Regions from separate parts of the Mus musculus genome. Here region 2 is linked to region 1. Evidence: chromatin contacts called from public ChIA-PET data. All regions are on one chromosome and are shown on one strand. The core of a region is the stretch at or near the end of the contact, and the rest is flanking DNA. Distances in the headings are between cores, read along the strand shown. Region 1 holds the start of Art2b (ADP-ribosyltransferase 2b). Region 2 holds the start of Clpb (ClpB caseinolytic peptidase B).

Region 1 (4,601 bases), core at 585-3,084:
ATGAAAGCTTTTACATTTATATATGTGCTGGGTGCCACTACTCTAGGATGTGCAATCTATCCTGACAGGAAGTTGAAGTAAAACTATCTGATGTCCTTGAGAGTAGTAACTGTGTGCAAACAAAGGCGACACTGTGCTCAGCTCTTACTTAGCTGACTATAGTTCTTTTACAGTATTTAATAATTGCTTAAAGTTCAGGGTGTAGAGAAGTGGGAACCTTCACTGCAGTGCAGAACTCCTCAGTCTGTTGGCTCTGCGGTGGTCCCTAAAAACTCAGGCAGGAGAAGGCAAGCTGAGGAGGAGCCAGGAGTGCAGCCTCCCCAAGAACAACTTGTTAGCCACATGGTGCAGCTCCTCTCTGCCATTCTCAGGATGTGGGGAACTCTCACAGATTGTCTTGTCAGATTCAGTAGAAATTCTGTGGAAAGTAACACAACAGGCTTAGGTAATTATGGAGTGGAGTTTTTGTGGTTTCCCAAAAGACAGAAGATAGGAAGGAATAAAGGGTCACAGTGAGTGACCACTCTTCCTTACTCCTGCAACTCAGGGGACACTTTAAATCTCCACCCTCAAGAAGCAGTGAAAACAATAAACATCCATAACTCTAAAGAAGGCAGGCCGTGTTGGTCTATTACCTTTCTTTCTCCTTTTCTTTATGTGTGTACATGACACCTACTCATGCGTGTGCTTGCATGTGTGGGGACATGGATGTGCTTGCATGTGCTTGCATGTGTGGGGACATGCATGTGGAAGCAGAGGACAACCTCTGCTCTATTCACTCAGGCACTGTCCACCAGTTTTGTAAAGACAGGGTTTCCCACGGGCCTGAGACACATCGAGTAGGCTGTTCTGTCTAGTGAAGTTCGGGGGATCACACAAATCCATTTCTTTCCAACTCCCAGTGCTGGAATTACAAGTGCATTCTCCGTACCCTGATTTTCTCCTTAGGGCTCTGGGAATCAAACTCGGGTCTATGTTTGCAAGGCAAATATGGTACACACTGAGCTATCTCCTCAGTTTGTGTTTTCTATTATTTTCACAAAATTCTTAATGCTGTAAAGTTTACAATCAATGTGTCCACTTAGTTCACAGTCTAACTACCATGGCAGTGCTGGCTGGTTAGGGTTTTCCTGGCAGAGTCACAATGTGGCAGAGAAGCCACTGCCATGTGCAGAAGGGAGTACATGCAAGAGAGGAAACCAGACAGGCAGAGGCTGGACTTGCTCTTGCAAAAACTGAGTAGGATCCCACAAGACTCAATCGATCTCTTCTGATGGTGATGCCCTCCAGGACCTGGTCCCTTCCCAATAGACCTCACCTCTTAAAGGTTTCATTACCTTCATATGGGCACACTGGCTCATTGGAGGACAGCCATAGCCAATATAGAACATAGTGAGTACTGATACAATTAAGAGACTTCATTCAGAGGTATCAAGTTGACTGAGAGCCCCAAGGTAATCCAACACAGACAACAGTTTACATATCTGGGCAAAGAAAAACACCACAGCCTATCAGCGATCTGCAAACATATGTCTTGTCCGTTTTCCTCAGGACATCTGTGCATCTCTGAGTACTAACAAGATTAATTAATCATAGCTCCTTACTAGATAGATAGAGAAGATATTGATGACCACATCACTGGTAAGGGACCCAAGCAGATTGGTTCACAGAGTCCTGATATGCCATTCTGGGAGTAGTGTGAGCAGGAGCCTGGATGCGACATAGACACTGAGTCATTACCCCAGAGCTGCTCCATCAACAGAATGTTAATCGACTGTGTGCACACCTCTTTCATTGTCTTATATTTGCTTGCAGCTGTTTTTTAACTTGACGATGACATCAAAAATTTTCAAGTTCTTCCTAACTTGGTGGCTAACCCAGCAGGTAATATTCTCAACCCACATCCTGTTGACCTCTCTTTCCCCTGCCCACCTCTTTGCAATATGACAGTTCCCACAGTTGAGTCTGTGGTAGCGGATGTTGGAGAGCATGAACCTTTGAAGAGGTAATATAGAGATAATATCACAGAGCTGTGTGTGTGTGGGGGGGGTGAATATGAGCAATCTGCAATGATATATGAATATGCAAAGGTCATGATGAGGCCTCTTGTTTTGTGTGCTCACTAAAGAACTAATTGAGTAAACAAGGAAGTATAGTATCTGCAAACACACAGGAGTCAGAGATCTCAGCCTTGCCTTTCTCCCTTCTGAGGATGGAATGAGATTGTGTCCATGCCTGAGCCATGTGTGAGGTGGGTGTATGTGACATCTCATGCTGCAGGCTCCACAGCATCCAGCACATGCTGGGAACTTAGCAAACTTAGTGGTAACAGAGGGCCCTGCTTTTTTCTTTCAGGTGACTGGCCTTGCAGTGCCTTTCATGCTAGACATGGCTCCTAATGCATTTGATGATCAGTATGAGAGCTGTGTCGAAGACATGGAGAAAAAGGCACCCCAGCTGTTACAAGAAGACTTCAACATGAATGAGGAATTAAAACTTGAGTGGGAAAAAGCAGAGATAAATTGGAAAGAGATCAAAAACAGTACGAGTTATCCGGCAGGTTTCCATGATTTCCATGGGACAGCTTTAGTTGCCTACACTGGGAACCTCGCTATAGATTTTAACAGAGCTGTTAGAGACTTCAAGAAAAGTCCGGATAACTTCCACTACAAGGCCTTCCATTACTACTTAACAAGAGCTGTTCAGCTTTTGAATGACCAGGGTTGTAGTTTAGTTTACCGAGGTACTAAAGTCATGTTTGAATACACTGGGAAGGGCTCTGTGCGATTTGGGCAGTTCAGTTCTTCATCTTTAACAAAGAGAGTAGCTCTTTCTTCAAATTTTTTCAGTAATCATGGGACACTATTTATCATCAGAACCTGCTTGGGGGTTAATATCAAAGAATTCTCCTCATTCCCTCGTGAAGAGGAGGTGTTAATTCCAGGCTATGAAGTATATCACAAAGTCACAGCACAAAATGATAATGGGTATAATGAAATATTTCTGGACTCCCCAGAAAGGAAGAAGAGCAACTTCAATTGCTTCTATAATGGTTCTGCTCAAACAGTCAACATTGATTTCAGTATATCAGGTGAGTCTGTCTGTGTTAGAGATGGAGCTGGCAGGGGACCTCATGAAATGGAAGAGGAGGTGCTCCCTACTTGAAGCAATATGATAGACAGTGCACATGGTGAGGGTCTGGAACAGTGAATGGTAGCATTGGTAAAGACAAGGACATGTGCTGCAGTAATGGTACATCAGAAATGATTGAAACAGTGAGCCATATCAGGAAAAAAACTATTACCAGTCAGAGTAGCCCTGACACCCTGAAGGGTTTCTGATAACATGAGAAGTCTTTGGAGGCAGAAGTGGAACTATGGGAAGAGATCACAGGGATTTTATGTGTTTGCATAGAGAAATTTTGAATTTGGATTAATCCCAGGGAAATCATGAGACCTACCCAGGTACAGAGTACATCAAGAAGGATTCTGTCCATGTGGGCCAAAAGGTCCATGTCCAGGACAGGCAGACTGAGAGCCACAAGTAAGGTCTAGTTCACACCAACTAGTATAGAATACATGGTGCTTCAATAATAGACCTTCAGAAGTTTCACACTTCTTGGGTGAAGAAGGGAAAGCCTGCATATTCCATAGAAGGCTAGGGAAGACTCTGGGTAGGGAAGGCTTCCTATCATTATCGTCATCATCATCATCATCATCATCTTCTTCTTCTTCTTCTTCTTCTTCTTCTTCTTCTTCTTCTTCTTCTTCTTCTTCTTCTTCATCATCATCATCATCATCATCATTCTAGACAGTATCTTAGAGCACAGAACCTGGGACATGGTGGCAATCCATCCATTTGCTCACTCTCCTGGAATCTGAGTACTTTATCAACAGTACTGAGTGTGCTGGAAGAGTCTAGCCAGGCACCCTATCCCTCTAGAGCTTACTGTCTTGGGTTTTGAGCTATATATAAAATTCGGGATTTTAGGGGAGATATCCATGCCCTGAGAGATCCCACACTGAACACTCTCTTTCTCCTTCCTTCTTCAGGATCCAGAGAGAGCTGTGTATCCCTGTTCCTTGTGGTTCTCCTCGGTCTTCTGGTCCAGCAGCTTACTCTTGCTGAGCTGTAGCCCTCTCCTGTGTGCAGTCTGTGGGCTGAGTGTTGAAGGGAGGCTAAGGGGCAAGCACTTGATTGGTTGTTTAAGAGCTATAGAAGGGGGGAGGTGGGATCCTTTCAGGGGAGGTCTGCTTTAGCATTCATGACTTCCATAAGCGTCCTAGCAACCCACTGGGTCAGTCCTTAAAATTTACACCTGACTTTAATTTTACTATCCCTTTACAGTTTTCTACGATCAAAAAGCAATGTATGTCTGTACGGTCAGCAGTAAGAGGTTTTTGTTGTTGTTGTTTTGTTTTTTAAACATCTGAGTGTTTGTGTGTGTGTGTGAGTTTAATATCATGTGCCCCAGACCCACTCATCTTCCTGTCCCTTCATATCCACCACACACACACACACACACACACACACACACACACACACACACACACACACAAAACAAACAAAGAAGGAAAATAAAGAACGCAAAACATAGAATC
Region 2 (4,601 bases), core at 1,374-3,873, 83 kb before region 1:
ATTATTATTATTATTATTATTATTATTATTAATGGTGGTTGTTTGTTGTGTGTACTTGTTTTAGTTTTCTTGGATAAGATCTCATTTTATATCCCTGGCTGTCCTGGAACTCAAGAGACCCACCTGCCTCGGCCTCCTGGGATTAAGGGTCATACCCAGCTCTTATGGATTGTTCTCATTCATATATTTAATTGGACCCAGATAAGCTCCAGCTGAAAAAAAAAGAGAATCATTCCTTATAGATACCTCTTATCTCTTCACTCCCCTTCCTTCTCAGAGGAGGGAGGAATGAGTGAGGCACCCTGGGCTCGCAAACTTTCCATGGTTTTCCATTACCAGAATTCCCTTTGGCTTCTAAAGAGACCCATTCCTCAGAACATTGCACTGAGGGACTCTGCTCAACACTTGTCTAGGCAAGTTGGCAAGACTGGAACCAGCCAGAGCTTTATGTCATCATCTCTTCTATTAGATGGACATCACTGAAATTGACATGCCATGAAGTCCAGTCTAGGGCTCCCAGTAACCTCTCAGGCCAGACTTCAGACACATTTATCCTCTTCTTCCAAACACACTGGCTGCTAGACAGTCTGTCCCTATGACCATGGCTCTTCACTGCTTACACAATTCCAAACGCCCCTGCCTGGCATGCAGGGCCATTTCATCTTCTCTCACCTTATTCCAAAGACCTTGTCTTCCAACCCTCACTGGCCAAACTGCTAGCCTGTCCACATGAGGCTAGCTGAAGTCTGGGAATGGAATCCAATCCAATCCAAGGACCACATGTGAATGTCTCCCTTCTCTGGGTCACACGCTGGTAGACAGATGCTTGGTATTAAGGAAATACTAACAGAGGTAAGATGGAGGTCCTGCCCTCGTGGGTTACACAGGCCCCCACCCTCTTTATGTTTCCTATGCTATCCTTCAGAAACCAAGCTCAAGCCCCACATCTTGCAAGGACTTCCAGTCCTCCAGGAAGGCTATCCTGACCCCAGTAGCTCTCTGATCCTCTGTAATACTCACTAGCCCTGCATGACCGGCTGCTGCACCCTCTCCCCTTAGCTGGCTAGGTTTTAAGTTGGGATTTTCTGAACACCTAGGTCCAAGCTAAGCACAGTGCCACCTTCATGTTTGCACAAGCGGAAACCATACAATTCCCGCATGCTTAAACTAGAAAGGCCCTACCTACTTCAACGCCCTCTTCAATAGAAAGGAAACGCAGGGCAGCAAAGAAGGATTAAGAGTCCAGATTTACAAAGACAGTACAAGATCCTCCGTGTCCTTGTTCCTCATCCAGAAGTCCTTTCTTTCCAAGCGGCCCCATCTTATTAAACAAACAAGGGAAGGTCAAGGCGGTCTCCAATCTTGTTCAACAATCTCAGAGTCTGGGGTGCATGGGACAGGCAGGCACTGACAACTGAAAACCTGAGAGGTTGGGCTCAGCCAGGCCACCCTTGCAGCTCCTGCTCAACTCTAAGCAACTGAGGTAAGAAGCCAATCTGAGTTAGCTACCTCCACCTCCTCCCTCCCTCCCCCACTGCTGTAAGTCTCCAGAGAGCAACTTTCAGCCAACTCCCTGTCCCCCAAGGCTTCACACACACACCCTCCACAGTATCCAGCTCATCTTAAACATGACACTAAGCAAAACTCTAAGCAACTAAACAGACTCTGAACTCCAGGAAAGGTCAAAATATTAGAGCACTGAGAGCTTGCCTTCATTAGACAGTGGGGAAACTAAGATTAGAGAGGAACATGGGGTCAGGCTAGCACCAGAACCAAGTGTCCTCCTTCCTTGGACCTATGTACGCAGAAAAACATGTAGAGGCGGTCCCTAAAGCTGTTGAGGCTTCCTGGAGACCTCTTGAAAGACTAATGGACAAGATATAATATTGGTACATAAAAGGACCGGGCTGTAATTAGTCAGTCCAATGTCCCCAATTATACTTGTATACAAACTGATCCCAAAGAGGGTGCTAGACCTACGATGGGAAATGATGTAACTTCAGTGAGTTTTCCATCTGCTGCTCCTGGCAGCAGAAGGTAACTGGGTTTCTTCAAGGTAAGGTTATGCGGGTTTAAATTTACAAATACCTTCAACCTTCCAAAGGAGTCATGACCCACCCACCCACCTCTCCCTTGAACCCAGTTTGACCCCATAATCACCCTTGTTGGATGGATTCTTGCTGTAGCACTGAACCACCAGCGCCATGGCCAAGGCCCACATGCCCAGACCCGTCTTGTTGGGGACCCCATTCCAGCTGTCTTGTCCCGGGAGTGTTTCTTCGGGGCTAGGACCGCGTTCCGACGAGGCGGCAGTCAGGTATGGGATCTCGGTGCGTTCTCCACGGCGCCCCCAGGTGGCTGCCCCCCGTCCGGGGACGAAGGTAGAAGATGCTCCAGGGCGCACCCAAGCGGCAGCTCTCAACCGCTGCGGCTCCCCGCGGTCTCCGGTGACAACGCCACGGCCGTAAGCACCTCCCCGGCTTTGGAGAGATGGAGATTTGATTAACCCTAGGAAGAGCCGAGGCGCTGGCGTGGTTCTCCTCAACACCGCGGACAACATCATGACACCTGCTTCTAAAACCCGCTGGTGCCGGCCCCTGTGCTAGCCACGATCAACATGGCTGCCGCGGCGCGTTCGAAGACGCCGCTTATAAGGTGGGACTGCGCACTACCTCACGGGAGTGGTAGTCCACAGCCCCAGATCTTTCTCTAGCTGGAGACTAAACAAACTACATTTCCCCGAGGGCTGTGGAATGACATCACAATGACCGCTGACAGCGGAGCTGGAAGAATGTTGGGAAATGCAGTTCGGGCAGAGGGGCGTGGCAAAAAGGAAAACTCTGGTGGGGCGTGGCAATTAGGATTCAAGATTCCAGAGCCCCGTATTTGTATTAACACAGAACTTTAAGCCCTGCCTTTGGAAGGTGGGAACCTGAAAGAACGGGAATTCAAGGTCTGGGTCAAAATCACATTCTTGGTCTAGGTCAGCCCCAACTGTGTAAGATATCAAATATCAAATCAAAATATCGAAAATCAAAATACAGGAATCCTAGAACAACTTCCCTAGTGTTTAAATAAAATTGCATTTTCGATGAAGACCTGTTAAGTAACTTGTACCCCTCCCCACTTTTATTCTGAGTTGCTATTGCTTTTCAAAAAGATGTTGAGTGTTGGGAAAGGTGGTGTGTGTCCTTAATCCCAGCATTCCAGGCAAAGGCAAGCAGATCTCTCTGAATTTGAGAAAGTCTAGTTTGCATAGTGAGTTTCAAGATAGTCAGGGTTATGAGCCAGAGAGACTCTGTCTCAAAAGACTTTAAGACTGTGTGTGTGTGTGTGTGTGTGTGTGTTTAAAGATGTGTGTGTGTGTGTGTGTGTGTGTGTGAGTGTGTGTGTGTGAGATCCTTAGGTTTGGCAGCAAGTGTCTTTTATAGTTGAGCCATCTTGTTTGTTACATAATAGTGAATCTATGAATTGTGTTTCAGTTGATTCCTTCTGTAGTTAGCTGACAATTAGCTACTCATATATCTGTGTCTGGCCCCTTGTGTCTCACAGAATTACAAAACTGGGTTTGGGATTGTCTGGGGTGTTGTTTTACCCTGGCTCAAAGCTGTACCTTCCATAGAGTTGCTCCTGATCTAGAGGATACAGAGAAAGCCTTGTAGGCGGAATGCTTCCTGCTCTTGCATTAGAGCCTCTTGAGCTAGATCGAGGGAACAGTTTGTCTGGGCTGCCAGGGCTTCTGACAGGCCCAGGTACTTTGCTGGTTGGTATCCAGTGGTGCCTAGCTGGCTTGTTTGAATTGTTAAAGCAGGTTTTGGGGCTTTCCATTAGCCTGTTGGCTGAGAATAGGTCTTAAGCCTTGGTTTGCATCTGTCCCACTCAAGTCTCATGCCTGCGTTTACCTGTACATGGAGCACTCTAGCTAACATCCATTTTCCTAAGAAAGGTCAGTACATGACACTTGCCCTATTCTTTGCTTTTTCCTTCTCCACTTCTGGAACTCTTCATAGGAAGTGGATTAGTCTGCATTAAAACTTGTGGGTGTTGGAGCTGGAGAAATGTCTCAGAGGTTAAGAGCACTGGCTGCTCTTCAAGAGGCCCCAGTTCAATTTCCAGCAACCACATGGTGGCTAACAACCATCTATAATGAGATCTGGTGCCCTCTACTGGCCTTCAGGCATACATGCAGGCAGAACACTGTACACATAATGCATAAATAAATCTAAAAAAATACTAAACCAGGCAATGGTGGCAGCACTTGGGAGGCAGAGTCAGGCAGATTTCTGATTTCGAGGCCAGTCTGGTCTCCAGAGTGAGTTCCAGGACAGCCAGGGATACACAGGGGAACCCTGTCTTGAAAAACAAAAGCAAAAACAAAAAAACACAAAACAAAACAAAAAAACCCAAACACACAAACAAACAAACTTAAAAAAAAAAAACCTTGCAGGTGTTTCTTTTCAATTTGCCACTTTGACATTACCTCTACTTCTATGGAATCTCTGACAGTATTTAGGAAGGATTTCTCATGCCCAGATCATGAAGCAATCACACACTCATGCATGACTTTACATTTTATTTCTGGTTATTGATCTCTTTTGAAT

Evidence for each region. ChIA-PET counts read pairs in DNA pulled down with a chosen protein or histone mark.
Region 2: a contact with region 1 is called in an RNA polymerase II ChIA-PET map of effector CD8 T cells, with 11 read pairs. The contact joins the promoter of Clpb here to the promoter of Art2b in region 1.

The regions. Positions count from the first base shown.
Region 1 is chr7:101,578,394-101,582,994 of GRCm38.p6, reverse strand. Art2b (ADP-ribosyltransferase 2b) reads left to right here and starts at 1,834. Exons shown (of 3, transcript NM_019915.3): 1 at 1,834-1,884; 2 at 2,356-3,091; 3 at 4,053-4,601. The coding sequence starts at 1,834. The coding sequence ends at 4,135. Gm45995 (a long non-coding RNA gene) reads right to left here and starts at 2,074. Exons shown (of 2, transcript XR_001778239.2): 1 at 1,338-2,074; 2 at 166-418.
Region 2 is chr7:101,661,773-101,666,373 of GRCm38.p6, reverse strand. It overlaps Clpb (ClpB caseinolytic peptidase B), which reads right to left and starts at 2,623. Exons shown (of 16, transcript NM_009191.4): 1 at 2,161-2,623. The coding sequence starts at 2,563.